2 separate regions of the Mus musculus genome follow, and region 1 is linked to region 2. Evidence: chromatin contacts called from public HiChIP or PLAC-seq data. All regions are on one chromosome and are shown on one strand. Each heading gives the region's core, a stretch centred on a gene start, on an enhancer-like site or on the middle of the called end of the contact. The rest is flanking DNA. Distances are from core to core; before and after follow the strand shown.

What was found. HiChIP or PLAC-seq counts read pairs in DNA pulled down with a chosen protein or histone mark.
Region 1: a FOXA1 HiChIP or PLAC-seq map of pancreatic cancer cells shows a contact between it and region 2. The contact joins the enhancer-like site here to the promoter of Rbm20 in region 2. A contact is called at or near these places in 3 of 39 promoter capture datasets (embryonic stem cells, liver and stem cell-derived epiblast-like cells), 1 of 484 Hi-C or Micro-C datasets (embryonic stem cells), 6 of 115 datasets of contacts at active chromatin or transcription factors (embryonic stem cells, epiblast stem cells, extraembryonic endoderm stem cells and 2 more) and 3 of 9 other capture datasets (adipose tissue, embryonic stem cells and pancreatic islet).

What each region holds. Positions count from the first base shown.
Region 1 is chr19:53,410,939-53,413,638 of GRCm38.p6, reverse strand. No RefSeq gene overlaps it. Among named protein-coding and RNA genes, the nearest start is that of Smndc1, 22 kb to the right of the region's middle. RefSeq lists an enhancer at 170-2,604. Within about 2 kb of position 1,293, at least 140 of the 459 cell types and tissues checked have an H3K27ac peak or open chromatin away from gene starts, as enhancers often do. A contact at or near this core is called in adipose tissue, embryonic stem cells, epiblast stem cells and 4 more, where this site is marked.
Region 2 is chr19:53,676,024-53,678,723 of GRCm38.p6, reverse strand. Rbm20 (RNA binding motif protein 20) reads right to left here and starts at 1,418. Exons shown (of 14, transcript NM_001170847.1): 1 at 1,132-1,418. The coding sequence starts at 1,316.

The sequences.
Region 1 (2,700 bases), core at 44-2,543, 260 kb after region 2:
GTCCGGAGTTCAAATCCCAGCAACCACATGGTGGCTCACAACCATCCGTAACGAGATCTGACTCCCTCTTCTGGAATGTCTGAAGACAGCTACAGTGTACTTACATATAATCAATAAATAAATCTTTAAAAAAAAAATAAACAAACGAATGCCCAGTAAATAGTAGCTGGCATGTGATCGCCTCCTTTCAAACCATAGCCCTATGTCATAGCTCCAAAGCCAGTGGCCATCAGAGCCACTTGGGGAGATTTCTATGTAACGCCTAGGAACCGAGAAATTCCTTACAATACAGAAAGAACTTATTACCCCAAGTTCCCCGTGCCTGTCGTATCCATCCAAATTTAGGGACCACTGGCCTCAGGTATGCCATTTCTGTCAAAATGTGTATATTCTGTGGTGTTTGTCCCAATGGCCTGTCGAGATGCTCAAAAGAAGCTTCGTGGAAGACAGAGAAGGGCTAATTCAGTGATGGCATACGTTGTCTATCTCTGAACTTAATCTGGAGAGAATTTAACAGTGTCTGTCTACATTGAACTTAACCCCAACCTCCTTTAGAGCTTTCCGTGTTGGTTTGGAGGTGGTGGTGGTGGTGGTGGTGGTGGTGGTGGTGGTGGTGGTGGTGGTTGAGACTCACTATGTAGCCCTGGTTGGATTGTAGGTTGTTATGTAGATCAGGCTACCCTGGAATACACAGAGAGCCACCTGCCTTCGCCTCTTCCTTTTACTGAAAAAAGAAAGGATGTGAACGTGTAAAATTAGACTCTAGGTCATCATAAAATTGTTTCTTGGCACTTCCTGGGGGGGGGGGGGGAATCTCATGCCACCTTAAGAAGAAAGCTTTTCAGGTTGGTCAGAGCCCAGTGGTGGCCTCTGACCCTGGAGAAAGGGACCTGCCCCCCCTGTTTGCTTACTAGGGAGGGCCTTAGACAGTGAAATGATGGAGAACAGGGCTGTTTCCCACACTCAGACTTACAGCCAGCTGAAAAAAAACACAGAAAGGCACCACAGAAAGAAAAGGACAAAGAGCTGGGGTGTGGGGGAAGGGGTTGGGAAGGTAAGGCCTGGCTCCCCGTGGTGGTCCCCAACCAGCCTCCGGGACTTTAAGAAACCAGCTCTCCACACAATCTTTCCCCTGTTTCTCTAACCTAGAAATAGCACAATGGAGCACGGTTGTTCCATTGCATTCTTCCTGCGGAGAGGGAGCAGGGAGTTCAGGACTCCTTGCAATCTGAATCTCAGGAATGCAGAAGAAACAGCCCGCCTCCTGCCTTGGAACTGAGCCTCTATTGAAATTTGACTCATCCTTAGCGGGGTTTATTGTGTTTTCTGCTCTCTTTCCTTGTGACACACAGCCCTAGGTGAGTAATGCTCTCTGCCTGAAGAGGAAAAAAATAGATCCCCAAATGCCTTCCATTATGCTGAAGGCCTTGTCACCAGCTGTGGTGGCAGGGGGTGTGGTGACCATCCATTAGCACAGGCAGACTCAGAACCCCGGACTCCCTCTACTGAGGCTATTTATGATTCTGAGAACCCAGGCAAGGATAGAAAGCCCACCCCCACACACAGAGAAGGCTAAAAGGCCTCCTGGAAGTCAGAATGGTCAAGAGTCCTTAGCTGTGGGAAATCTCAAAGGCCCCCTGAAGGGCACAATTAAACCTACGGTCTGCTGCCTCACCTGGCCTGGCCCCTTCTCATAGCTGTAAAGACCACCTTTTCACCCAACTAGAAACAACTAATATTTGTCGAGTTCCTGTTACATGCCAGGCACAGGGTGGAACATTTCCCGTTGCTGTTATGTTATCCACACACAGAGAACATGGATGCACAGCCTCATGAGAACATCCGCTTGGTTATATTCGAGTGTTTGAATAATGATCAAGCAAAGTGCTGTTGCTTCCTTTGCTTGGCTCTACAGACCATCAAAGCTTCATTCCCGAGCCGGTACTCCTGACAGATGGATGAGCCCAGGCTTCCTCAAGACGTTTTTTGTGACTATCAACAAGGAAGAGAAGAGTTTGCAGTCACTATTGGCGAGATGACAGAAAGCACAGAGAATAAATGCTTGCCCTGTGTGCTCACACCCCTACCCACCCCCAGGAAACTTGGGGTTGGGGTGTCGTGATATGGGTCAGTAGGGAAAGCGTTGGCTATTAGTTTGGAACCCTGGCTTCCACATAAGGTCTGAGAGCTCTGTCACTCCAGTGTTGGGTGGGGAGGGCAGAGGCAGGCACAGCCCCAGGGGAGCCAGCAAGCCAGTCTTACTAAAGCAACAAAGCTCCGGGTTTAATGAGATTCAGTATCAGAAAATAAAGGGAGAGAAGGTCTTGAAGAAGCCATTCCAGTGTAAGACCTCTGGCATCCACATATACCCAGTGGGTGAATGTCCGTCCTGTCCCGTCGTGGTCCCCCCCCCCCCCCCACAGAAACTTGTTTTTATTTGGATATTTTGTTTCTAAAACAGGGTCTGAGCTGGGGGTCATTAATCCCAGCACTCAGAAGGCAGAGGCAGATGGATCTCTGAGTTTGAAGCTAGCCTGGTTTACAGAGTGAGTTCTAGGACAGCCAGGGCTACACAGAGAAACCCTGTCTCTACAACCCCACCACCACACACAAAAACAAAACAAACAAAAACAACAAAAGAATGGGGTCTGTAGGCCAGGCTGCCCTCAACCTCCTTATGTGGCCACGGATGATCTCCGA
Region 2 (2,700 bases), core at 169-2,668:
TATCAAAGTTAAATAGGACTTTAGGAGTCAACCAGCCAACAGATAGGAAACCATTTTGTCCTGAAACGCGACACCCCCCCTCCCTGTTATTGATGGCAAATTTGAGTTTTCACTCTTTTCTATTAGATAACTCGCTTTTTAAAGCCATTCAGAGTTGACTACTATTTGCTTCCATTTCCTTTTCCATGTTTGCTTTTTTTTTCCTTAGTGCATCGTAGTGAGTTTACAGAATCCCCAAGATCAGAACAGCCAACAAAAAACCCCAGCTCCTCATGTGAGTTTTCCTGAGTTTACATGTTCCAATTAGACTTGTGGAAACACTCAAACTATTTTTCAGGACTTTGTCACAGGTGGACCAAGCCTGAAGCAAAATAAAGAGCCTTCGAACAATCCGACATTCTAGGCCTCAAACTGTCAAAACAATGCTTTTTAAGGAGCCGAGGGAGTAAAACACCAGCGGTTTACCTCTACGCTTCCCAGACGGGATAAGGGGCTTCCTGGGACCCCTGACCACCCCAGCTTACCAAACCAATGAAAAGAAGAACGGTGAGGTTCACCACGGTATCTAGGGGAAACCTTTTCTGCAGCTGAGAACTCCTTGCAAGGGCCATGTTGTAAACTGTTTGCGCGTTGTTTACAGGCCCTCAACTCCCTTTGTCCCAAATCTCTAGTTGACTCCACTAAAGGTAGTTTTGTTCTCAGTGGCGATTTATCACACACCCTTCACTAAGCGCTCACACTCACGCTTGACCCGTCATCGTCACCGTAATACATTCCAGTGGTCTCTAAGGATCAGAAGGATGAAAAAAATAGTCTCTGGGTCATTTCCCCCAACTTCGAGCTTATGAAGTTAAAACAGATCCAGTACCATCAGAAGAGAAAAGAGAACACATAAGAAAAGGCAAAAATTATGCCCCACCACCACCACCACCACACACTAATAACTTGACTGCGTTCTACCCAATATCACCAACAAGCCAGAATGACACCGACCCAGCTCAGAGCGCCAACAACACTTCAAACACAAGCGGGGCGGGCGAAGTTTAGCAAAGGATGGAAATGAAGCCACAAAAGAGGGCCCCTGGTGTGTGTCCCAGGCTCACCCCAGCCCCACTCCATTCTCCCTCTTACTTTTGGATGATCTGGGGCAGGCTGGCTTGAGGCTGAGGCGGTGGCGGTGGCGGCAGAGGCTGCATCCCTTGCTGGCCCTGGGGCACGGAGGGCCCCTGAACACCGGGCATAACGCAGGCATCTCTGTCGGGTTGCTCCGGACCGCTGGGATCCGCGTCCTGGCTCATGGCTACTGCCAGCACCATGCGCGGCGACACCGGCCCGGGCTCGCAGCGAAAGAGCGCGCGGGAGGGGCGGTCCCGGAACACAAGCGCTCACTGGCCGGGGTCCCTGTGCCCAGTCCCCTTGTCCTTCTCGGTGGCGTGGGGAGGAGACGAGAAGGGTGGGGAGGAGACAGTCCCCGCGGCGCCGCCTCCTCCACCTCCCGGCGCTCAAGCTGGAGAGGCTGCGGAGGGGGCGGGGGACAGGGACAGGAACAGGGGGCGTCCCCGGGGCCACGGAAGCCGCGAGACGCCCAGGAGCTGCTGCGCGCGGGGTGACCGGGACAACTGTGCCTGTCCACCCGAGGCACAGTGAGTAGCAGCCGCCACCCGCCACCGCGAGCCCTTCGGGGTGACCAGCCAGGCGCTCCTCAGCGCGACACCCTCGTGAGAGGGCGACACGCCGGCCCGCCCCGCAGCCGCCCTCCGCCGCCTTGTAGTTTCTTCCGGAGCTCACAGGCTGCCCGGCTCCGGCAGAGTCCCGAGGACATCGCCAGCGCGAAGTGCGCCCGGGGCTTGGCATCCTCCTGCGGCTGGAGCCCAGCCAGCGCCTCTGGAAGGACCCGACACTGTCACATCCTTCCCTAGGTGGGTGGGACTGCGATCTCGGGGCCCAGATGATCAGGCCCCGGAGCTCACCACGCTGGTAGTTCCAGCTGTCGCTTCGGGGGTCCCAAAGGCGACGGACAGGGTAGCAGTGGATTCATTTCTTTGAATTTTCCCACGAGAGCAAAAGAAAACCAGGCACACGTTTCTTTCATATTTATTGGCAGCGTCTCTGGAAATTTAAAGGATAAGGAAGAGAGTTCACCGACTCTGTTAATTGCCCGGAGCCCACCTGCGCCGGACACCCGTGTGCACCGGGGTGGCAGCTGTGCGACGCACTTGTGAGGCTCTGAGGGCGGAGCAGCTGGAGACGGCGACAGGGGACACCTGCTCCCGCAGACCCTCCTGCACCTGAGCACCGGCCGGGGAGTGGCCGCCTCGTGCTCTCTCGGACTGTGCTGTTCCGTGGTGTTCCAGACACGGACGCCCGCGGCCAAATTCCTCTCTCGTGCGTTATAAGCCAGAGGGCAGCGAGCTGATCCCACAGCCTGAAGTCCTGCCTGCCTGCTTCACACACCAGAAAATTCTAAAGATGTCTCAAAACCTGACAACTGCTTGAACTCTCTGAAAGATACTTTTTGTCCCTCCTGACTCTTGTGTCAATTTCCCCTTGAAACTGCCTACTCTGCCACCCTACCTTAGAGAGCTTCTCTCTCTCTCTCTCTCTCTCTCTCTCTCTCTCTCTCTCTCTCTCTCTCTCTCATTGCCAATTAGAGTTACGATTATTTGTATTAAACATCACACACATCATTCACAATTCACA